Linked DNA regions of Zea mays: all the other regions are linked to region 5. The links are chromatin contacts, called in public Hi-C maps. All regions are on one chromosome and are shown on one strand. The core of a region is the stretch at or near the end of the contact, and the rest is flanking DNA. Distances in the headings are between cores, read along the strand shown. Region 1 holds the start of LOC100280270 (Alkaline/neutral invertase CINV2). Region 2 holds the start of LOC542703 (calcium-dependent protein kinase 24). Region 3 holds the start of LOC103654555 (filament-like plant protein 3). Region 4 holds the start of LOC542441 (V-type proton ATPase 16 kDa proteolipid subunit). Region 5 holds the start of LOC100216607 (CBS domain-containing protein CBSCBSPB2).

Region 1 (4,575 bases), core at 750-3,249, 190 kb after region 5:
TACAAGAAGGCATTTTGATAAATTAATCTAAGAAAATACAAAGCAGAAGTTAAAATCTTGTTGCAAGTGCTAGTGAACACAATGGAAGGCATATCAATGATAAAACAAAGAAGATATAGTATGGGAAACAATCAGGGGCTGAGACAAAGGAGGCGGGTTGGGGTCTGGCCCCTCTAAGATTGATTATTACATTGTACTACTTAATAGTTGCATTAATTCTATAAATTATATATAAAATAATATCTTACCTAAAGTAACAAAAACTTAATTAAAAATAAAATACATTTTCCAGTTTGTGTTTTTTCAAGTTATATATTTTTATTAAAAAATTTACGTGGGTATATAATATGAATCATTAAGTTTATTAATAATGTTTTCTTTTATCCTCGATTTAAACAATTAAAACTTTTCTAAAATGAAAAAATGATTTATAGTTGTTTAATCTTACATCAAGTTTAATAATTTTAAACAGATATCTTTTTTTTTCTTGACACTTTTAAACTGACCCCCCCCCCCCCCCCCCCTATATCTAAATTATTGCTCAAAACAATGTCGAACCTAAATAGAAAATTGAGTGCTTATTAATCATGATATGTGTATTAAATTATAGCCTGAAAAGAAAAAATATATATAGTGGAAACAAGTATAGAAACTGAGCAATGGTAATCACTAGGACTAGGTAAGAGCCAGTTTCCATTGCTCAGTCTGTACTTGTTTCCAGTTCTAGCATTAATCAGTTTCTATACAAGTATTTGTATACATATTAATCAGTTTCTATACAAGTTACTAGAAACTGATTAATACTTGCCGGTTTCCATTGTCCAGTTCCTATACAGGTAAGGTCATGTTTGAATGCACTAAAAGTCTAGAGATAATAGTTAGCTATGAAAATTAGTTGAAGACATCCAAACAGTCTAACTAATAATTCAACTATTAGCTATTTTTAGCAAATTAGCTAATGGTTAGCTAGTTATTTGTTAGGCCGTCTCTAGCAGCTCCCCTATCACATCCTCTATTTCAAACTTCACTCTGCAAACAATGTCAAACAGTGTCACCTACAGTATCACGTCCCCTATTTTATAGGATCCACCGAAGACAGCCTTGGCCAGCTAATTCCACTAGCAATTTTTTAGCCAACTAGCTCTAGTACATTCGATAAGATCCTAAGAGCAATGGAAATCACTATACTTGCCAGCTTACATATTACAACAAATACTAGCCAAGTAGACAAATTATGTGCTACTATTTGTTGTAATATGTAAATAACACGGCAGTAATCATAATGCTCAAAACAAAAGAAAAGAAAAAAAAGATTCCTCTGTTTCCAGTTTCCACAGACTTTTGATGTTCAGTGAAGCCCGATTGGCATACCTGATCATAGTTGAGCACTTCCTCCGACGCATGGTCTACGGCAGCAATAGTACCGACGGGCTGTTCCCGGAAGTAGACGACCGATTTCCTGAGCGCCTCCCAGGCCTCATTGACCAGCGGGTGCGGCCCCCCGAAATGCGTGCCCACGGAGAAGGGCGAGTCAAAGACACCAGAGGGGAATGCCGGCGACTGCAGCACGCTGTCGAAGCCGTCGTTCTGGCGGTGAGAGAGCTCGCTCCACGACTGCTCGTCGAAGGAGCGCTTCCGCTCCAGCGTGAACCTGGGCTTGTCGATGATGAGGCGCGACAGATCGAGGTTGATCTCCGCCTCGGAGGCGAGGGAGACGTGCGACGACACCCGCTTCATGCTGCCGCCGCCTGGCCGGCCCCGGATCCTAATGCGGAGAGATTTTAGATTTCAGGGATATGCTCATCGTGGGAGTGGCAGACGAATAAAACAGCAGGTTTATTCCGCCGCCTCCTCGAAATCGGAAAATGAAATAGGAAAAAGCAGCTCCGTCCGTCGTCCTTACCGACGAGAGGAGAGGCAGATGGATGCTTCACTGCGCAGGCACTGGCTTCCGGAGGCGCGTGAGGACGAGGAGGAGGGCGCCCGTCGCAGACCGGAGGGACGACTGGTGGATCTGGATCGGGGTGAGCTCGGCGCGCGGGGTGGTGGTTCGGTGGTGGACAGGCCTCCGAAAAATTTGGAAAGAAATTGTGGCCCGTTGATAAAGCAAAATCTCTTGTACTACTTTATAGAAATAGAATAGAACAACGTAAAGGGGTGAGTTTGCTTTGTTTTTGGATGAACAGCGATCAGAGGTCAGAGCTGTTGGCTTCTGAATAAAGTTGTTTGGATTGCTATAGTTGTAATCTATAGAGACAATATCAATATAGAAATAGTAGAAATTGATATGAATTAAAGCCAAGCAAATCGGTGATGTCCAATGTTGCACGTCGATGAACTTTCCAAAATGGTATAATCTTTTTTTATATCTCCTCCTCCTTAATTATAAAAACTTATATGTAGGAGTCATTTTAAGCTAATTCCAGTGCACTATCTCTCTCTCCTTTGTCATGTCAGCTCTCGACTCTACCCTCGATTCTAGTGCACAGCCTGTAGCAGGATATAGCCTCAATCTATAGCAACATCAGTTTTTTCTATTTTAGAATTAAGTAATTCACGCACATTTATTTTAACACTCAGAAATCGAACAACGCATTTTTTTATTAAATTAAAAATACAAAGTGTATAATAATTAAAAGAAAAGCACATGAAAATTTATAGAAGTATTAGAGATAAAAAAAATGATTTTTTTGCAGTTTTTTGAATTTTTTAGACTCCAAACAATAAAACGGCTAGATTGTCGCTCTCGCCCGATGTCTCTCCCGGGCCAGCGTGTCGACCGTGTCTCGTCTCCCTCTTGCCCTCCTCTCGTCCGAGAACGCGCTCCAGCGCGTCACCCGCTCTCGTCGGGCGTGAGCAATGTCGCCCCGCGCTCCTGCCTGCGGCCGAGCGACATCAAGTCCATCTCGCCCCGCCTATAGCCTCCATTGACACCAGCCTTACCATTGAATACCAAAACACTATGACTCAACCTACAAAGTTTCTTGTCATGAATATAGACATGCACGAAGCACTTCTTTTTCTGTAGCATAACACTCTAGCTAGTAACAAATTTCATACATGGGTGATTTGGTGACCAGAGATCACGGAGGGATCCCTCTCAATCCCCTCCAATCCTCGTGATCTTCTTGTCACCAAATCAAACCCTGAGGGCCCATTTGTATCTCCTTTAGAATTTAACATTCCACCACTTTCTAAGGTTTACATAAGTCTATCTCAAATTTTTAGAATGAGGAGTGATAATTGATTTTATGTATCACTAATCTACTGCAACTTGTAACACGCTCTTCAGTTCGTTCCCCTATAGTAGAAATTTAGTACATAAATATCTTTCTCATACGACCAACTGTAAATATAAATATATTATGTATAAAATCTTGTTCAATTATTGCGTGAAAATCCTAGGTACGAGATGATGACCCCCGAAGAGGTGCTTGGGAAGTTTGTGAGCTTTGAGCTTATGGTCATAGACTCTAGACATGTGAAGAACATTGCCCATGGCAACTCCTCCACACTCGAGCCACAACCTGTTGCATTCAAGGCGACGGAAGAGAAGGAGGAGACCATTCCAAGCAAGGGCTTCCAATAGACCCCTCCAAGCTTGATAATGAAGAGATGGCCCTTATTATCAAGAGCTTCCGGCAAATCCTCAAGCAATAGAAGGGCAAGGAGTACAAACCATATTCCAAGAGGGTTTGCTACTGTTGTGGTACGTCTAGTCATTACATTGCAAAATGTCCCTATGTTAGTGATGATGATAGGGACGACGAGAAGAAGGGAAAGAAGAGAATGGAGAAGAAAAAATCTTCCACAAGAAGAAGGACGACGAGGCGCACGTCGGGGAGGAATGGGACTCTAACGAGAGCTCCTCTGACTCTCCGATGAACATGTCACCAACATCACCATTAACAAGGTTCCCAACATCGACCACAAGTGCCTCATGGCCAAGGAGAGCAAGAAGAAGGTACACCCTAGAGAAACCCCTAAGTATACTACATCCGATGATGAGGGTAACTCTAGTGGTGATGATGATGTTTTGTCTTTGCTCCTTAAAGGCCTTAGCTTTGAACAAATAGAGAAAATTAATGAACTAGTAAAAACGATTAACGAGAAGGATGAATTCTTGGAAATAGAGCAAGAAGAAAGTTCATTCTCATATTGTTGTTCATCATGCTTATATTCATGGGAATGAAGAATCTCATTCTAGGAATTCTGCTTTGATGAGGACATCATTTCCATACAAACAATGCATGGACCGACAACACGATCACGTGCATGACAGCTAAATCTACAGGTTCGTTCTAACCTTGTCAATTGTATTTTAGAGCTTACGCTTGGTGCCATGGTTGTTTTGATGATTAGAAACCTTGGAGAGGACCAGCTAGGACTTGGGAAAGGCCAAGACATAAATGGGGAAAAGCTAGGACGTTCACAACAAGAGAAAGCCAAGTCCGACTCAACTTCATCTCGACCTCGGAGTCCAGAACTAGTCTACACTAAAATGGACGCCCGGGAAGCATCCGAACTCTAATTAGGTTAGGCTTTAAACGGATGGAAAGGTAAGGAGATAAGTTT
Region 2 (4,982 bases), core at 1,789-4,288, 140 kb after region 5:
ATCCCCGTGATGCAATAGTCGAAATTAATAGGTTTGTAGCTACTAATTACGATGTAAAATGTCAGAAAAGCAAAGGCAGTCCAGAACAACATATTCAATATCTATAACGTTTTGCTTTGATAGCATGAATCAGAAAACCTGGATGGAACGTAGTGGGCATTGTGACAGACAAGAAAGCAGGGGTGTAAATAAGCATGAGATCAGACATATGAGTATGACTATCAATCTTCCTGAGTTCTACTAGATTGTATCTGGTTAGAGAATAAAGCACCACCTTCGGAGACTCAGAGTGATCATGATAGAGGACCCACTACAGTTAAACAGTAAGACTGTTTAATGCAAACAGTAACGTATACAATGCCTTAACTATTAGGGTCCACATAAAACCAAATGGTATAGAATCAGATATCACATCAATAAGGACAAGTAAATATGCATACCCTTAATGCCATCTTCTTGAGCTTGTTCATTGCCGAAAAATGCTTCAGCCTTGAGAGAACAGCAGAATCAATAGGCTTATCAGGCGCCACGGCATCATCAACAATCCATGGGTGGCCTGAAATAGACAAAGCTATTACTATGAGGAAATAAAAAATGCATATCCCATGTAGCAGTAGCACCGAGGAAATGTATCCACAACTCAGCTACATGAGATAGATGAGGAAAGGAATGTACTTACAGAGAACCTCATGAGCACTAAATCTCTTTTTAGGATCCCGAGTAAGCATATTGCGGACCAGATCCTTAGCGCTATCAGAAATACTGGGCCAGGGTTCAGATTCAAAATCAAGTTTGGCTCGCATAATCTGCCTGAAGATTCCAGACTCAGTTTCTGAAAGAAGACCATATAACATAATGGAAAACATGTGAATTTGCAGTGACAAGAGATTTAGATGCTGGTTTGAATGACAGATACATTACCTGCCCAAAATGGAGGGACACCACAAAGCAAAATGTACAGAATTACCCCTGCGCTCCACACATCAGCTTCTGGACCATAACATTTCTGAAGTACCTCTGGTGCAACATAATAAGGGCTTCCAACGACATCAGAGAATTTATCACCTGGGAAAATGGAAACGAGCAGCTTGCATCATAAAGAATCTTAGCAGAAGGGGGCACTGAGAACATCAATACAAGAGTCAAACCGAGCACAATTTAGAATGCAAATACCATTGTACCAAGCACATCAAAATAGTAGATCATAAATCACCATCTCGAAACCACAAATGGCTTCTTGTAAGCTTTTATTAACAGTTTCAGTAACTCATTCCCATTTCAAAACGAAACTAGGAGCTTCAGCATGGTTTTGTATCTGTTCTCCTACCAAGACATTATATCAAGTGTCAATGTTTTATAACAATCTAAAAAGGTCATTCCGACACAGCAATTAACTACCTTGCATCAGATGGAAACAGTAAACAGCAGCAGTTGACCTACCAAATTGGGGCATTGAGGAATGTAAAAGGAAAGAAACGCGCATACCGGGCTTGTAGAACATGGACAGCCCAAAGTCAGTGGCCTTGAGTGGGGCTTCCTCAGCGGTGCTGGCAAAGAGAAAGTTCTCCGGCTTGAGGTCCCGGTGCATGACCCCGAGCGAGTGGCATCCCTCCACGACCCCGACAATGGTCTTGATGAGGTTCGCTGCCGCGCGCTCACTGTAGTGGCCTTTGGCGACGATGCGGTCGAAGAGCTCGCCGCCGGCGCATAGCTCCATGACAATGTGCACGAAGAGCGCGTCCTCATAGGCGCCGCGGATGCGGACGACGTTGGGGTGCTCGGAGAGGTGGTGCATGATCTGGATCTCGCGGTACACGTCCTCGTAGTCCTCCCGGCACAGCAGCTTGCGCTTGGGAATGGACTTGCACGCGTACTCGGCGCCGTCGGCCTTGCCCACACAGTGGTACGTGGTGCCGAACTGCCCCTGCCCCAGCTTCTTGCCGATGCGATAGTGGTCCCGCACGTTCGCCGTCTTGTACGGCAGCACGGACGCCGGGCGCCCCGACGACGGCGCCGGAGCCATCAACGGCAGCTTCGCCTTCGCATTGGTGTTCCCGCTCGGGTCCGGCTGCATTGGCGCGCCCCAGGTGTGCTCCCCGGATCAAGAACCGTACGACGGCCTCCGCAGCAGGAAAGGAGCCTGTTCTTGGACAAAAAACCGGAAAACCCGGAGAAAAGGTGAGAAATTTGGGGATACGGCGATCAAGAACCGGTCAAAAGGAAAAAAAGAAAATCACCTCTCGCTACAAATTCCTGCAACTCCTCAAGGATTCCCGCGGGTTGGAGACAGAAGAACAGGGGGGGGGGGGGGGGGGGGGGGGGGAGAAATTGGAGCGGGTAAGCGGAGGAGCCCTGCCGATTGGGACCAAGAGCCGAGGGAACGAAGCTTTATGCGAGGTTTATCTATGACAAACCCACGAGCAGAGAGGAACGGAAACGAGAAACGGCAGCAGCAAGGGGAAGAAGAAATCTGTGCTCTCACTTTCTCAGGTGTCACGTGGGGGAAGATGTGCAATCCTGCCGAAAGAAAAGGGGAGCAAGCGGGGAGGAAAGGTTGGCCTCTTCTATCTATCCGGCGTGGAGCTACGAGCTGGCCGCGCAAGAAGACAGGATCTTGGCGGCGTGGGTGATGGCTCCACCCATATATCTTTTTTTATAGGAATTTCAGAGGCGGCTACCAATGGGGCGTGGAGACGATGACCAAGAGCTCATATATCTGCCTTTTGATTTGCCGTTCGAGGCTGGGAACGGGCAAAAGGGAGGGCGTGTTCGTGGAGGAGAGGATTGGGGGAAGGGAAATGCGGGGGCTGTAGCAGCGCAGCTAGGTCGTATCTATGGAATAATCCATGGGCGACCAGGAAGGAGGGAGGAAGGAGACGACGACGATGTCTCCATTGTTTTTTTTCCCTTTTTTATTACTATTTTTTAATATTTTTCCTTTTGTAAATTGGAAAATACGCAAGAGTCCATGTCTGCTAAAAACCGTGTATAGTGACCAACTATAATTATTGGAAACAGTATGATTTGCAAAGCATAAATGGGTCCCACATTGTCCTATGAAATAAGACACCTTTATTGTTATTGAGGTAGTGATTATAATCTCACTCTTGAATTCGCTCGTGAAACTTCTAACCAAACTGTTGGCCAACTGTAGAGGGTGAGCTCATTCACATAAATCGTTATGGATTGAGTGGCTTGCTCTTTTGGATACATACATTTATGCAAACAGTCCAAAAAAGAAATGATCATCCTAAAATTTGGACTTTGAAAAAGCGTTTGACAAACTTAAACACGTGGTCATCATAAACATTCTCACCACTTCTATTCATCCTAGCAACTGACTTGTTACAATCAATAATAAACAAAGCAAAAGACCTTAGCCTTCTTAGACTACTTGTATAGCAAAGATGTGGACATAACTTCTCAATTATTCAATATGCGGACGACGACATCCATATTATGGAAGCATGCCCAAAACAATTGTTTGTCCTCAAGGCTATTTTAAACTATTTTTTGTAGATTATATGGGTCTCTACTCCAATTAACACAAGTCGAATATCTACCTGGTAAATGTGTCTAATCAGAAAATGGAACTGTTGTAAAAAAAACCTTCAACTGCCAGATTGGAACTTTCCCCATCATATATCTTGGGCTGCCCATGAGTTTAGTTAAATTAATCCTAAAAGCTTTCCTTTCATTGATACAAAAGATTGACGACACATATCATCAATCTTAGTGTTCCTATCACAAGCTAGGAGATTACAAATGGTCATTTTTTAGTGTTCTCGTCGTTACCTACTTTCTATATATGCACTCTCAAGCTCCCAAGCTCGGTGATCAAACAAATTGAAGGGGAAATGTGCCCTTGGGCCATTTCTAAAAATGTTTTGGTGATTAGATATCCAACACAAAATACGTTGGTTCATAAGTACTAAGATGCAAATCAAAGAACAAGGTATGTCTTCAGCCTTAGTAAATTGTTTTTGGCTACTAACATATTTATCTAAGTGCCAGGAATCTTGTCAAATCAAAAGAAATTGAGTTGGAGAAGATTTGGCTGAGTTTAGCCAAACTAGCACCAGCCTGTGGTGCACCGGACAGTGTCCGGTGCCTAGGCTGGCTCGGCGACGAACTCGTCGCTCTCGAGAAAAAGACAGTGGCGCTGCGGCTAAAATTCACCGGACTGTCCGGTGTGCACCGGACTGTCCGATGTGCCAAAGGCGCCCGTGCCAACGGTCGGCAGCGAAATCAGCGGGCGACGCGTGGCCCGCGCCAACGGTCAGTTGGTCACACCGGACATCCGGTGCGCCAACGGGACCAAAGGTCCAACAGTCGGGTGCGTCCAATATGGAAGGAGATCGGGCACCGGACAGCTACTGTTCATGTCCGGTGGTGCACCGGACTGTCCAGTGCGCCACCCGACAAAAGGCAAGAATTGCCTTTCAATTGGATCTCCAACGGCTTCTAGCTGCCTTGGGGCTATAAACGGGACCCCTAGGCACATGGAGCAATACACCAAGCATTCACAAAACATCCTAAGACGCCTAGACTCCGCAACCACGCAATCGAATCATCGTGTTTGAGATTTGAGCACCGTTTGAGTTGTAAACTCCCTGCGCCGTGTTTGTGTGCTCACGTCTTGACTTGTGTGTGTGTGTGCTTGCTGCGATTCAAGTCTTGTGTGTGTTTCTTTCCCTTCCTTACTCTTGTGCTTTGTGTTGTGATCAACTTTGTAAGGGTGAGAGGCTCCAACTTGTGGAGATTCCTCACAAACGGGAAAACTACTATAAGGAAGAAACCATGATATTCAAGTGGATCATTGGATCACTTGAAAGGGGTTGAGTGCAACCCTCGTCCATTGGGACGCCACAACGTGGAAGTAGGCAAGTGTTATATTTGGCCGAACCACTGGATAAAATCACCGTGTCTCTTGTGTCACTCTTGTGTGTGATTGGTTTCTTCTCTCGAGTTCTCGCTTAATC
Region 3 (4,724 bases), core at 1,490-3,989, 150 kb before region 5:
GCCATTTACTGCAGTAAAGAAAAGCAACTACTGTCTCCAAGAAACAAAAATAAAGGAACTTAGCTCCAAGCACCTAAACCAATCAAAATTTCCATTGGAAGCTAGAGCTTTAAAGCCAGCTTCTGACACTCGATATGGCAAAAGTAGCACCTAACCCTTGAAAAAACAATCCAATAAGGTAGAACACAAGGGTGAACAAAGCTAGTGTATCAACTATACCTAACTCTTGCAAAAGCATCTCGATCTTAGGAAAAGACTAAAGTATAACCATTCTGTTGGATGCAATTGCACAAATATGTTGCTTAAGAACATCAACATTTGCTCTTCCCACCACCTATTTTTGTTATACTAGTGAGGAAAACAGAAACATGATGAAGAGGTTAAAAAGGAAAACTTTAACGCTCTAGTCCTATCTATATTCTCACTGCCCGCTGACCAGTTTTTAACAGCGCATCCACCAACAAGTTGAATGACATATGAATTAAGAACCTATACTGTCACAGCAATAGCAGGTCAAAACACAAGCATATGTGTGTTTCATAAATCCATCCATGGCAGGAAAAAAATGACATCTTGCCTAGAGATGTCAAAAATAAACTGTCCTGTTCGTTTTAGTTGGGAGGACCTAAATCTATTCCTAAGAAAAGATGCAGCCACAGAACTGAAAAGAACACCTGACCAAACCCCAATTCATGATGTTTACACTGCATATAGGTCCCTGCAATATTGGAATTCCACAATCTCTAGCATGCGGGTATTAAGAACCAAAAGAAAATTAACGTATGGAGCAGAACCTGATCATCGAAGGAAGGCTCAGAGTGTGATGAAGCAGAGCCAGAGCTATCGCTCTCCCCAGGGCTCTTATCCAATGACTTGCGCTTCCAGAGCCAACTGCGGCGATCCATCCGACAACCACCAGAACATTCAAAGCAGCAACAGGGAAGGTTGGCGTTGCCTTGCCACCACCAAATGTCCAAATGCGGGGTTCATATATCAGCACTGAAAATTGAAAGAGAACTCAATACAAGCGACGTTGCAGAGACTACAGAGTTGTACATTAAGCTGGACATCATGCAGTAAAATAATGACTGGAGGACATGACATTTTGAGGATGCAATTACCAAAATGTTTACAAGGCAACCCTCACCGACACAGGATTATATTTTTTTTCCTTTTCTGCTGTTAAAAAATACAGAGATCGGTAGGATGCAGGCAGTGATTGAGTACGGCTGCAGAGACCGAGAAAACGTACGGCCAAACATTCTTTGTGCAAGGCTTTTACAATGCCCAAATGATAAGTTTGTCAGACAAAAAAAATCCACCCTTCCATTTCAGACTCTGTGCTCTGGAAAACAGAGAAAAACGTTTCGTATAGAAAAAAAATCGCGGACAGGATCGAAAAATAGGCTGCACCTAAAACCTCCAGAATCCTACAAAAATGTAGCGGAGGGATGAGACAAAGGCTCAAATTCCCCGGAGATCAACATTAATGGTTTTCTTTAGAAAAAACTGAGATTTCTTCCTTCAAATCCACCGAAAATCTCAGTCAAACACACTCCGCATGCAGAAAGATGAAATCCGCAGAAAACCCGGAGGGAGAAAGATTGCGGGGCTAGAAAAACTTCAGCTTTCGCCCATCACCAAATCTCAGCAAAATCCCACATCGGAGACACAATGCAGACCAAAACCCTAACGAAAATCGCCAGGAGGAGGGTGCAGGACAGCATCTGTGCCCACCCGGTACCCCACCAAAAAATAATTTCAGGAAAAAAAAGGAACAACCAGCCAAGATTCAAGAAACGGGGGCGGCGCAAGAAAAAGCGAAACGGAGAGCATTAATACCTGCGACCACAGCCCAGCCAGTAGGGAATGGCAACCGTCACAAGAACCGCGTGGAACGCCAGACAAAAAAAATTAAAGCTTCGGTTTTTACTTCCAACGGGTCCGGAAGCGCTACTGCTCCTGTCCCCTTTCCCCTGTTGGTGTTGGTGGACAGAAATCGGCGGGGACGCGAGTACAAGGCGCAAGAACAGCACCCGGCATTGCCCCCGGACCCACCCCACGAGAGAGATGCAGAGGCAACAGGAAGAACCGCCGTACCTGATTAGCGGTGGCGCCCGGTGCTGGATTGGAACTTGGAGGGAAGCGAGACCGCGAGGAGCAGGAGCCTCGCTCGCAGCGCAGAGACGAGAAACGAGTCGCTCGCCCCGCAAGAATCCGAGCCTTGCTTTTGCACCCTCTTTTTTCAATCCCTGCGGTCTCGGTCTCGCTTTCTCTTTCCCGCCCAGGCAGCTCGAACAAACGGAGGAGGCGTCTCTAGAGTGGCTCGTGGTGCCTTTGCCTCCCCGTCTCGTCTCTCACTCTCTCTCTCCCCACTCGAGCTAGAGGCGTAGCCTTTTCTTTTTGAGTTTTTTTTTCTCAACTATTCAACCACAGCTCACACAGTGTCGCTCAAGTGTACTCAGCAAGCGATGCTGGTGTAGGCGTGTAGCGTGTTGTTAACTGTGCGCTTGCGGGCTTTTGCCTAGATTGAGCACTGGTACTGAAATACTGTTGCTATAATACTAACAGGTGCAGTGTGTTCGACGGATGAATGGGGTCAAGTTGCTCTATTTTTCCTGGGACGGATTCATAGCAGTTGTTTTTTTTTTGTTGGGAAGACGGAGACGAGCCTCGGTCCGGATGCGGGTACGGGGCTCAGATTTGTTTATTTGTTCCCTTTTTGTTTCTTCCTATACGTGGGCCCCTCCTAGCGCTTTGGGACCTGTTAATAAGGCACTACGAAGGCTTGTTTGTTTGGTTCAAAGTATTAAATATGGTATAATTATAAAATTAATTGTATAGCTAAAAACTAAATGATAAGATGAATTTGTTGAATCTATTTTCATGATGCGTTTATATGATGCTAAAGTAAACAATTGTTAATCATGGATGACAGAGTGCAAAACTCCGGTTGGGTGGCAGAATGCACTCGTCTTGATCCTAAGATGAGGCGGGGCTATGAGGTTTACCTGCTAAGGTGGATGACCACAAGTACACAAGAATTTTATAGTGGTTCGGACCGCCGGAGCGTAATACCTTACCTCCATATTTGAGCGTTGTATTGCCTCAGCGAGAGCATCTAGCCTGTGAGTTGAAATTGTCCCCCACTGTGGGAGTGTGCCTCCCTTTTATAGTCCAAGGGAGGCACCTACAAGGTGACCGAGTCTCAAAAAGTGGGCCCAATAATCTAATAAGTATATATAGAAGATGGGCGATGAATCCTGGTCAACCAAGATCTTCTCTACAGCGGTCAGATATCTCTTCTTGGTCTTCGTGGGGATCTCTTGGCCCACTATTCTCTTGCCCCATCTAATCGGAGCTCGAGCGTAGGCTTTGATGTAAGTTGTGGCGTAGGTTGATACGTTGTCGTGTGTAGGGGTGTATGGACGTTGTCATCATGTCCCCTCCACCTGTTCCACCTTGCCTCAGTAATTTGCGGGGAACAGCAAGAGCCATAATGAGGGGCGTCCTTGCGACGCATTGAGTCAATGGTCCTACCTCGGTAACACGCGGGTTACTGGCGTAGCCCAGACCTTGCGGACTTCGCACGTCGCATGCATTTAATGCGGGCCGCACACCACTTGCCACTGGCGCGGGCAAACACGTATCTCGTCCGCACTTAATGATGTCGAACCCCATGTCAAGAGGCATACGTAAGGCGTCCCCGGCCATGCGTCGGCACCGGACCTCTGCCTAGGCAGGGAGCAAATCTGGGAACGTGTGGCAACGAGGCACCCTCGGACCTCCCCGACTAGGGGTCCGAAACATGCTTGAGGGGGTCTAGGCCCTAGCTGTAATGATTCATACACGTGGCAGCACTGGATCTCACTTGGCTTAGGTCTTGATGACACACGCGGGGTCCAGAACCACTCCCGGAGGTCTGGAAACGAACTTGTAGTCAAAGAGTGTTTTTACTCTAGGGACATGGAGCTGCTCCAGACCCCCTTTCTAGGGATTCAGTGGGCCCATGTGGATGTCCGGGTCCTGTCCGTGGGGACCCATACCTATGATCGAAGTTGTTGATTATTCCCTTCTATGGGCAGCCACATGGGGTCTTGTATTGACCCAGCAGGAGTGGATACCCCATGTTTAGGGTACCGACAGAGGCCCCCAGGGATAAGAGGCATGTAACGAAGTTGCTTACATGCTACCTCGGTCGTCATTGTCAAACCATCGTCGTTTTCAACCTCTACGAATCTACACTCATCACATACTATACACTTCTTCTCACTTGCAGTCTCCTTCCAGAAAAGCATACTGTTATTTTCACAGACATCAATTTTTCGTGGTCCATACCAAGACCCAAGAGCAACTTCTTGGACTGGTACATGTCCTTTGGCATCTGGTAATTCTCCGAAAGTACATCACTGATCAAGTTCAGAAGCTCCTTGTAGCAGTTGTTTGAGAATGCAAACTTGTACTTAATAGCCATAAGTCGAGTCATGAACACAAGGACGATCACTTTCTTGTGCTTGTGCAACGACACTTCAGCAACTTTAAGGAGCTCGAAGAACTTCTGAACCTTAGGCGTAGGAGAACCCTCATAATTGGGAGGGGGGTTGACGGGGTTCTTGGAATCGATGGGTAGAAGCTCATGGCGTACATCGTCAATCATCTGTTCCATACTATCGTAGTCTCCCTCTTCATGTGACTGAACTTCCGATACAATACGAGGAGGTGGG
Region 4 (5,082 bases), core at 1,753-4,252, 180 kb before region 5:
TGAACCGTTTGTGTCAATGGATTGGTTTGATCAAAAACTTGAGCTAAGGGGTATGTGCCAAAAAAGGTCTCATAAGTAGTTATTAATAAAATCGAAGTTGAAGTTGGAGTTACCAAAGTTTGTGGAGTCGGTTTCGATTGACGTATGAATACTCTACGGATAGTTTTTTGAACCGCATGTTGTAAACGGCCAAGAGCCAGTCCGAATTGATCTTGTAACAGATCTGCAACCGAACGAATACGTTTATTTTTCAAGTGATTCATATCGTCATCGTCAAGTATACCCGTTCCAAATTTCATTCCAATCAAATGATCCGTAGCCTATTAGGGAATGAAATTTAGAGAATGTTGTTAGAGACATTGCATAGATCAGCGTGTTAATTCAAACAGCAAATCAGAGGCACATTGCCCAGCAGGAATTGCAAGGGGCAGCATGAGGAATTCAAAACATTCCCAGTGATGAGTTTGTACTTCATACACCTATCAACCATTGGCTCAAAAACATCAGAAACAAAACATCAGCTATCGCTGTGAACATGCCGAAGTATAGATGACAATGAAAATCCAGGCATCCAGTAAAGGGGCAAAGAAATATATATATCACGTTATTATTTGGCTACACCTCCGTGTTCATTATTCACCAAGGATAAAAATTAAATCCACTTAGCCCAGGAGCATCCATCCAATCTTAACCCACATCCCTCCAACCTTAACCCAATAAATAACCTCTGCTTAACACCGCCAAAACCAACATGGCTGGAAGTGTCACCTTCCTTCAGCTACAAATTGTTTCATTAATACATGGTAACAAGAATAAACTAGACAAGGGCATAGAGTTTCAATTCTCTTAGAATAGCATAATAAACAGTACGGTAATCGCAGAATGGTAGTGCACTTAATCTGCTCGGGATTGACCAGCACGGGATGAAAGGATAATTCCAACAATGAGACCGTACAGAGCAAGCGCTTCTGCGAAAATGAGGATGAGGATCATGCCCACAAAAAGCTTCGGCTGTTGTGCATTCGCCCTGAAATCAGTGGCCCAGAAAATAAGTCAATAAAATTTCAATTCCCAAATAAGCATGTACTGCCTCCTTAAAAGAAGAAACGCTCAAAGAAAGGAGATTAGGTTGATCATTAACAGCCTTGTTCACCCAAAGTTTACACATAAGCACTGTTTTACACTGTTCTGCATTGTAGACTACACTGTTCGCAGAGTGGAATTTGAATATGGGTATGCGTATGTGTAAGCTGCTGGAGATAGTCTTATAAGCCTATAAATAGTCATATATCAATTTGCATACTCATCCAAGAGCATGATCTTGTTCATAGAACAGTAAAACTTAGGTTGGTCATACTTCAGTAAGAAAGAAATACAATAATATGACAGTTAGCACTACATCTACGGTGCACTAACCAACAACTATTATTTACACGCATGGGGAGCTTAAAGATACAGATGAAAGAAAACACATACCTACATGTTCTTCTAATCAACACTATTTTCTCAATTAAAGGAAAATGTTTTAGAAAGTGCAATATCAAAACAAAACAGGAGCATGACGTAGAGTAAACACATGCTATCATTAAAATGACAGGGAATAGTTCCAAGTCAGAAAGAATATTTATTAATTGTACAGTAGGGGGAATAATTTTAGACATTTTATTTTTCGATTGTTTGACGACCCAAGACGAAAATTCATGTGCAAGACCAACAGTACAAAAGATATTAGACTAATAATAAGAATTTGAATGCCACTACCTACCTATAGTACATGGATTTAGATCTTCTAGCTGAGTTGGTTACGTGGACTTAGTAGCATAGCACTCATCAGGTCCTAAGTTCGACTCCACATGGGAGCGAATTTAAGTTGAGGTTAAAAATCCTCCTATCTATCCCACGCCAAAGCATTGGTATAAGGCCCGGCCTCAGTAGCAACCGTTCTCACATGACTAAAAGTGGGGCAGGGATTCGAGGGTTTTTATTGACCTCCATGAGAAGGTCTTGTTCTTAATCCCGGAGCTCTCTTACCCCTGCAGGTCAATTTTTTTTATGGTGATAAAATGTGGGCTCTCTAGGTGTATTAACCTTGTAGCACTCAAATAGCACAATATCAACATTCTGGCCATGGCATTGAATAGTAGATAGTAGGAAAAGGACATAGTAAATATATGATGTCCACTACAAAGAGAGAGGGAGCTTTACCTGACTCCAGCATCACCAACAATGCCGATGGCCATGCCAGCTGCAAGCCCAGCAAGGCCACAGGCAAGCCCGGACGAAAGGTGAGCGTAGCCATCAAAAAGGTAGTAGGGCTTGGCCTTGGGGTTGATCCCAGTGCTGATGATGACGGCGATGATGAGCCCGTAGATACCGAGCACACCAGCCATGACCACGGGCACGATGGACTTCATGACGAGCTCCGGCCGCATCACACCCATCGACGCCACGCCGACGCCGCTCTTCGCGGTCCCGTACGCTGCGCCCATGCCTGCATCGGATCAAGCAAAAGAACAGCGTAGTCAGGACCTGCCTGTCTGACGGGAAAAGGCTGTCGATTTCTGAAATCCCACACCCGATCGGACCAAATCTAGCGGAGCAACGGGCAGATCCAGCACCGGCGCGCCCGTAATCGAGCTGACCGGAGGCCGGAGTTTGGCCAGATCGAGCCAAACCACGGAGCCCCAGCGGTAGATCGGGAAATGGATGGTGAGAAACAGAAGCTCTATTCGGGAAAAAAAAAAACTAGAGCTTCGGGTACGGAATCGCTCGAGCGTGCGAGTGGAAGAGGAGTATGGGGAAGCGGGACGAACATGAGAAGACGAGGGCGGCGGCGGCGCCGAGGAAACCGAAGAAGGGGGCCGTCTCATCGCCGCTGAACACCGACGACATCTTGGTCTCCGGCTTCCTGCTCCTCTGCGTGCCTCTCAGTGGTGGGTTGCCTTGCTCGGTCTACGGGAGGCCGCGTCGCTGGGGCGAGGAGGAACGAAAGGGAAGCTTGGGTGGGCAGGCAAGATGCGATCTCTCTCGAGCCGAGTTTGGTTTCTTTTTGTTGCGACTACCCCTATCACTCCCCGATCTGATCTGAAAATCTCCAAACACCAGACCGACTAGGGCCCACCGTGGTTTTCCCAGTTTTGCCCCTAGGCTCTCCGGCACCCGATTTTTTTTTATTTTAGCCCTTTTATTAAAAAAAATTCACATTTAAACTCATGCACGACTTACTGTCATTTTTATACTCTTTGCTTGACATCATAGGTCGTGCGCCGAAGTAACAAGTCTCGGCACCACAGCCTATAACGTCGAGATACGTGACGCGCGTTGTAGGGCTCACGCGACACCGACGTGGGCCCCCTAGCTCAGCGCCACGAATCTTGGGGTCAAGCTAGGGAGTAAAGCAGCCATCGTGTCCTTCTCTCTCCCCGCGCGCCACTCCTTCCTCTCTCACTCGCAACGCGGAGACTACACATCGGTTTCGCCGACGATAGGGGTGAAAACGAAAATGGTAATTTTCGGATGCCAGGAATCGTTTTCAAAGTTTTACCGAAATTTAGGTCTAAACGAAAATGGAAACAGTTATCGAAAATACGGAAACGAAATCGGTAGAAAAAATCATAAACAAAAACGGTTTGGTCCTCTTCCGACCATTTTCGGAAATTACCGTTTTTTTGGTATTTTACCATTGATAATAAATATGAAAAGGAAAATGGTTTTAATGTTTACCGACAGTTTTCACCCCTAGCCGCCGAGCTCGCCACCGGCCACCCCACCGCCGGTTCTCGTCGCCACCTACGCCAAGCTCAGCTTGCCCCTACGCCAAGCCCTGCTCGCCCCATACGCTGAGCCCCGCCGCCGGTCGCCGCTCCATCTTTAATAGCTTTTGAGTTATGAATCCGTGTTTGCAATAGATGGACACCCTAGTGACACCATACCATGGAGGAAGCGTTGTGGAAGATGTTTATGGGAATGTTAGTTTTGATGGAATGAAGAAGGTGATGGTGATGTTCGATGAAAAGCCCTCTTTTGGCCAGATTTTTGCTAGGGCTTGTGAGGAGATTTGTTGTAATTTAAACGATCCTGGCATATTGATTGAGGGTTTATTGTCCCATGTTACATCTAGTACAATATTCCGACAGTTGATCTCCATTGGCTCTGAAGACGACCCTGCAGTACATAAATTTAGCAGTTTAAGTCATTCCAATGGTGCATATGCAGAAGGATGAGATGATGAGCTACTAGAAGCTCTGGATAACGCTAACAACATTGAGATTAAGAAAGGCTTAATTTTTAAGGACTTGCCTACACTGAGACGATGGCTACAGGAATATTTTGTGAATCGCAAGAGACCTTACAAGGTGAGACACTCGTATGCACGATGACGTTACACAGTTGTGTGCGAGTTGTCAGATTGTAGTTGGAGGGTATGTGCCCACAAGCAGAAGGAAACTGGAAAGTTTAAGATCACAAAAAATGTAGGTCCACACACTTGTGCCCAAACAGAGCTAAGCTCTAAGCATCGGCAGTTGACATCTACCCTAATTGAGAAAAGGCTTTTGGTGACATTGAAGGGTCAGCCAAACTTGAAGGTAAAGTCAATTATGACCATGACTTGGGAGTTGTTTGGTTATAGGATCAAGTATGGGAAAGCATGGAGGGCAAAGCAATGAGCATGGAAGATGATATATGGGGATTGGGAGAAGGGTTACGAGAAGTTGACCCATTGTTCAATGCAAAGAAAGCAAAAAAAACCCAGGCATGCATTTCGAGTGCATCCCTAACCGTCAGCGAGCCCACCACGGTCCGTGCCACCTGCTACACCGCCCCCGTCGCCAGTGCCTGATGCCCCCATTGCCATCCACCGCCGGCCCTTCATCGTAGTCGACCGTTTCACAGGTAAAATTTATCTTTTTTAGCATTAGATCATTTAAACTAAACGAAGTGTGATTATGGTTTAGGGTTGTTGGTTCAAATTTTAGTCAAAATTTGTATTGTTTGATGTAGTTGTTGTATATGTGTGGTGGTGAATATGTATATGTGTAGTTGTTTTCGTAGTAACCTATTGAACCATTACCTTACCTTGAA
Region 5 (4,455 bases), core at 853-3,352:
GAGAAACCTTTTCTACTAGAGTTAACTCAGGAGAAAGATTTTGGGCCACAACACGCATCAGCACATCCTTTGAGCTGAAATCCACAACCATATATCATTATTAACTAAAAAAATATCAAAAAGGGGAAAATTAAAGGTTATGAAGTTGGAATGCTTACGTAAAGATCCCATGAAGCGAATTTCCAGCCATAATAATTACTGAATTAACACGTAAGTCGCGCATTTTCCGGGTTGCTACACAAACAGGATCTGAAAGGGAAACAGTTGCTACTCTGCAAGTAAATACAGTCATAAGCATTTTTATCAAGATCAACTTTTGCTAAAAAAAATTACACAAGAATATAAATGAATCAAAGAAAAGTGACAACATACTTTGTGTTCTCTGTGATAATGGTTGACAAAGAAGGTTTAAACATTCGTTCTCTGAGAGTCTCTAAGAGATTGTGTGGACCTGCATCCAAAAACAGTTAATTCTGTAGGCAAGTGCATAAAGCAGCAACTAGTTTAGTACACGTACATCCAACTGAAAAGACATATATACAATATAACATTGAAGTTCACAACAAAAGACCTGGCTTCATGTGATTGCATAGTTAAAAGCATTTTTTCTTCAAAAAAAACTAGAAAGACAAAAGCCTGGTGCAGTGGTAAGAGCTGTCTCACTGAGTCACTAGGTCATGGGTTCGAAGCAACCTTTCCGCATTTGCGGGAGGAAGGCTAGCCTCGATTTATCCCTTCCCAAACCCCACAAATTTGGGAGCCTCTGACACTAGTTCTGCCCTTTTTTAAAACAAAGAACTAGATAGCATAATTTATAGGTGAAATTGGTGTATATGGCTAAAATAGTAAAATATATGCTTGTTCTGATGTTCAGTGAATTCTTGTGCATTGATGAACATCTGGTGATAAAAAAAGATAAAGCAGGAATGGAGTAAGAGTTGACACAATAATATGGTTACCTGAGAAGTTGCCACCTAACTGGCGCTCAACCCCTTCTATGGCAGCTGCTAGTGCACTTCCTTGCTCTGCTGCCTTTTCCAGTCTTGATATTGCATCATACAGACATTTTGCAATGTCCAGCATCGCAATAACCTCACCATTTTCAACAACTGGAAGGTGTCTAAATTTCCCTATAATAAGAAAAAAACCATATTAACTTCAGAGAAAGGAATAACATACCTCAAATTAAGTTTATTCAAGGAACATTGAAATAATGAGGTTTAGCCTATGCAGCACTAAACCTTATGATGTCATTAAAATGTTAAACAAATTTAGATGCTGGACCACTTTGAAAATGCTGGTCCTCCTTTTCCTTATGAAACACAGGAGCAATGGAAGTTGCCATTACTACGCCTGTTATGACCGGCATCCCCTACACCAGGCGCAGGGACATTAGTGGCTAGGAGGGCTAAGGCCCACGGCCAGGCCACAGGCCACATGCGGCCAGGATCAGCTAGGATAGATCAGATAAGGATTAGCTAATAAAAAAGAGAGATTATCTCTAGTTAGTTGGATAAGGATTAGAAGAGATCTCATAGCTCTTATCCTTAGATCAGATAAGCATCAGCTGGGATATAAATACTTGTAAGAGGTCATCTGTGGAATTAAGCAGAATCAAATTATTTTGGCTTCCCTGAGGGAGCCAGGAGTTGGTGTGAATCAATCTCTCTTGCCCACGCAGCCTAGGTCAGCCATGGCGCCCCATCTCCCTCGCGCAACTGTTCATCCTTATAGGCTAAGGGAGATCCCTGGTAGGATCCGCAATCCTACCAACGCCCCTCTAGACTAATACAGTGGCTAAGATACAACATGATTCGAAGTCCCAAGTCATTGCAGTAAGCTTGAGACAAATAATAACTTTCTACTATTGACAAAATAATATGTTCCTTTAGTATCCTATAAAAAATAAGGCATATACATTTCCATTATTTCTTTTCTTGAATGTGAAGTTATATTAACAGTAGTCCACATATACCTTGGACCATTTTATGCAGTGCCTCAATAGCAGGTGTGTCCGCCATGACATATGAAGGGTTCCTTGTCATAATCTTGGAGATGATTGTTTGCTCAACCCGCAGCCCCTCGGCAATGACCCTTGTAGCTATGTCCTATATCCCAGTTCAAAGGAAAAGAATGAAGCATGAGGATATACTTCGCCTAGTTGTTAGATACTGCTGAGTCAGCTTCAGATTTGTCCAAACCAAACACAGATGAGAGATCAATGCATAACAGTTCAACTCAAGAACATGAACAGTGGCATCAGTTGCAAATTTCAAGCATATAGTAATTTAAACAAAGAATATAGAATTAGCTAAGTTGTAATGGTGCAAAGCGTCCAACACTAAAGAAATGCATTCTGTTCAGTCACTTGATTGGGACACAAGCAAGCTTTATGGCTTATGGGAGCGAGTGGGGTACAATCCAAAGCAGCCACTACCACAACTATGACATTTTTACACATAAAGTTCATTCCTTCTAAGTTCGAAACAACTTACCAGCCAATCATAACATGTTTGGTACAACAGATTCAAAACTGATGTAACTGAAGGAACACGGTACCTTGTCGGTGACGATGCCTGAGAGCAGGCCACCGGCGTCTGTGAGCAGAACGGCATCGACCCGCCTCGCCGCCATCCGTCGGCACGCCTCCGAGACCGTGGTCCCCTCCGCGATCGTCAGCGCCTTGGACAGCCGCAGCTTCTTGACCGTTCTCTCCCCTCTGACGAAACCAACCCAGCACCTTAGTGACAGCTGAGGAGGAGGGAGAAAAATCCGAGAAAAGAAAAGGCTTATGGCGGCCTTACGAGGTATGGTCGGGGGAGGCGGGCTTGGTGGAGACTTTGCCGTTGCCGTTGGCGGGGGCGCCAGCGCCGGCGGCCGTGGGATCATCAGACCTGCGGGAAGACGCGACCGACGGCGGCCGGCTGCGCGTGCGACGATTAAGGGCCACAGCGGCAGTGGAGCTCATGACCGCGGCCGCGTAGGTGGCGGCGGATTCGCGACGGCGGCGGCGGCCGGGAAAGTTGGAGCCTGAGTCTTGGAGCCTTGGAGAGGAATGATCGCTGGCTCTTTTGGGCTTCCTTGCCTGTGGGCCCTGATATCCTGCGAAACTGTGGTAAACTTTGACATTGCTTGTGAGCCCTAATATCCTGGAGAACCTAATGACTTGCTCCACTAACTCATCAAATTTACTAGAGCTGGAAGTATTCTAAACCGGTCTATGAAGCAGACTATAATTTAGAATTTAGAAAGGGAGTGGTATGCCACAGATACGAGAGAATGCACAAATCTACATTAAAAATTTTCTAACATTAAATTATATATACTCAATGTATATATTTTCTTTACATATGTTTATGGCTAGGGGTAGTAATGAATCACGATTCAAATATTTCTTTACAATAAGTTAGGACTCTTAAATAATTTTAGTTCAAAAATGAATAAGAACAGAACCTGATCCTAATCTGATTCAATTGTTAAATTTTATAGTGTAAAATCTCCACAATGAAGCTTATCGCCCATCGTCTCACTGGCCGGCCTTGACCCCTTTTACGTACCAAGGTGCATAGAAAAAATGGCATAACCACATTTAGTGTTCCAACCCCGATGAAAGCCTGAGCAGGTAAGGAGGCAAGCGAAGCAGTTGAGCAAACCAAGTTTAGTGACATGCGCGTGACTGATCCTAGGTGAGTGCAGTTAGGCAATTTTTTGCAATTTAGCCCTTTTTCAAAAAATCACGTTTAACCCCTGGAAGAAGAATTCATGTTTTAGACCCTTTACTTGGTGTCATAGGCATGGCGCCAAGGTAACACGACTTGATGATATAGGTTATGGCGCCGAGGTACTGCCCGTGTTGACGCACGCTGGTTGTCAGGTGGCTGACCTGGCCTAGCGCCGAGCAAGGGAATATGGGCTAGAGGCCTTCTTTCTCACACGTGCTTTGTCTTCTCTCAAACTCGTCGTGCGCCAAGCTAGGGAATATGGGCCAAAGGCCTTCTTCTCACACGTGCTTCGTCTTCTCTCACACTCGTCGTGCGCCTCTGTCTCTGTCCTGTCATCGCCACCGCCACCATTGGACGTCGTCATGCCTGTGCCCCTGCTCACTGCGCCTCGCGCCCGGTCGCCGCGTGCACGTCGTCGCTCGCTGCGCCCATGCCCGCCACACAACGCTCTCGGACTTCGCTTCCGCCCCCTAGGCCTCTAGAGCTCGTTGTCGCGCCTCCAAGTACGTGGGTTAGTAAATTTGTTAGTTAGCTAGTTAGTTAGCAAATTTGTTAGTTTAGCAAATTAGTTAGTTAGTTAGCAAATTAGCTAGTTAGTTTGTTAGTTAGTTATTTTAGAAACTTAGTTAGGTTACATCTTTAATTAGTACTTTTGTTATTTAGTCTATTTAGTGAACTAGCTAGTTATTCAGTTGTTAGTATATGTAGTGAATGTGCATGTGTATGTTAGCCA

The links. Hi-C and Micro-C count contacts between places; a contact is called where the count stands out from the background.
Region 1: a contact with region 5 is called in a Hi-C map of ear, with 4 times the contacts expected there. The contact joins the promoter of LOC100280270 here to the promoter of LOC100216607 in region 5. A contact is called at or near these places in 7 of 25 Hi-C or Micro-C datasets (bundle sheath, ear, leaf and 2 more).
Region 2: a contact with region 5 is called in a Hi-C map of ear, with 3 times the contacts expected there. The contact joins the promoter of LOC542703 here to the promoter of LOC100216607 in region 5. A contact is called at or near these places in 6 of 25 Hi-C or Micro-C datasets (ear, endosperm, leaf and 1 more).
Region 3: a Hi-C map of tassel shows a contact between it and region 5, with 4 times the contacts expected there. The contact joins the promoter of LOC103654555 here to the promoter of LOC100216607 in region 5. A contact is called at or near these places in 6 of 25 Hi-C or Micro-C datasets (ear, endosperm, leaf and 2 more).
Region 4: a contact with region 5 is called in a Hi-C map of tassel, with 2.2 times the contacts expected there. The contact joins the promoter of LOC542441 here to the promoter of LOC100216607 in region 5. A contact is called at or near these places in 2 of 25 Hi-C or Micro-C datasets (ear and tassel).

The regions. Positions count from the first base shown.
Region 1 is chr4:210,993,672-210,998,246 of Zm-B73-REFERENCE-NAM-5.0, forward strand. LOC100280270 (Alkaline/neutral invertase CINV2) reads right to left here and starts at 2,000. Exons shown (of 5, transcript NM_001153198.1): 1 at 1,904-2,000; 2 at 1,372-1,765. The coding sequence starts at 1,737.
Region 2 is chr4:210,943,944-210,948,925 of Zm-B73-REFERENCE-NAM-5.0, forward strand. It overlaps LOC542703 (calcium-dependent protein kinase 24), which reads right to left and starts at 3,039. Exons shown (of 8, transcript XM_008681406.4): 1 at 2,238-3,039; 2 at 1,486-2,140; 3 at 922-1,065; 4 at 680-832; 5 at 441-556. The coding sequence starts at 2,074.
Region 3 is chr4:210,652,432-210,657,155 of Zm-B73-REFERENCE-NAM-5.0, forward strand. LOC103654555 (filament-like plant protein 3) reads right to left here and starts at 2,740. Exons shown (of 5, transcript XM_008681402.3): 1 at 2,101-2,740; 2 at 795-999. The coding sequence starts at 905.
Region 4 is chr4:210,618,742-210,623,823 of Zm-B73-REFERENCE-NAM-5.0, forward strand. It overlaps LOC542441 (V-type proton ATPase 16 kDa proteolipid subunit), which reads right to left and starts at 3,003. Exons shown (of 3, transcript NM_001349564.1): 1 at 2,814-3,003; 2 at 2,206-2,491; 3 at 577-1,027. The coding sequence starts at 2,892. The coding sequence ends at 895.
Region 5 is chr4:210,804,507-210,808,961 of Zm-B73-REFERENCE-NAM-5.0, forward strand. LOC100216607 (CBS domain-containing protein CBSCBSPB2) reads right to left here and starts at 2,103. Exons shown (of 12, transcript NM_001143020.1): 1 at 1,976-2,103; 2 at 960-1,130; 3 at 373-451; 4 at 159-272; 5 at 8-74. The coding sequence starts at 2,045.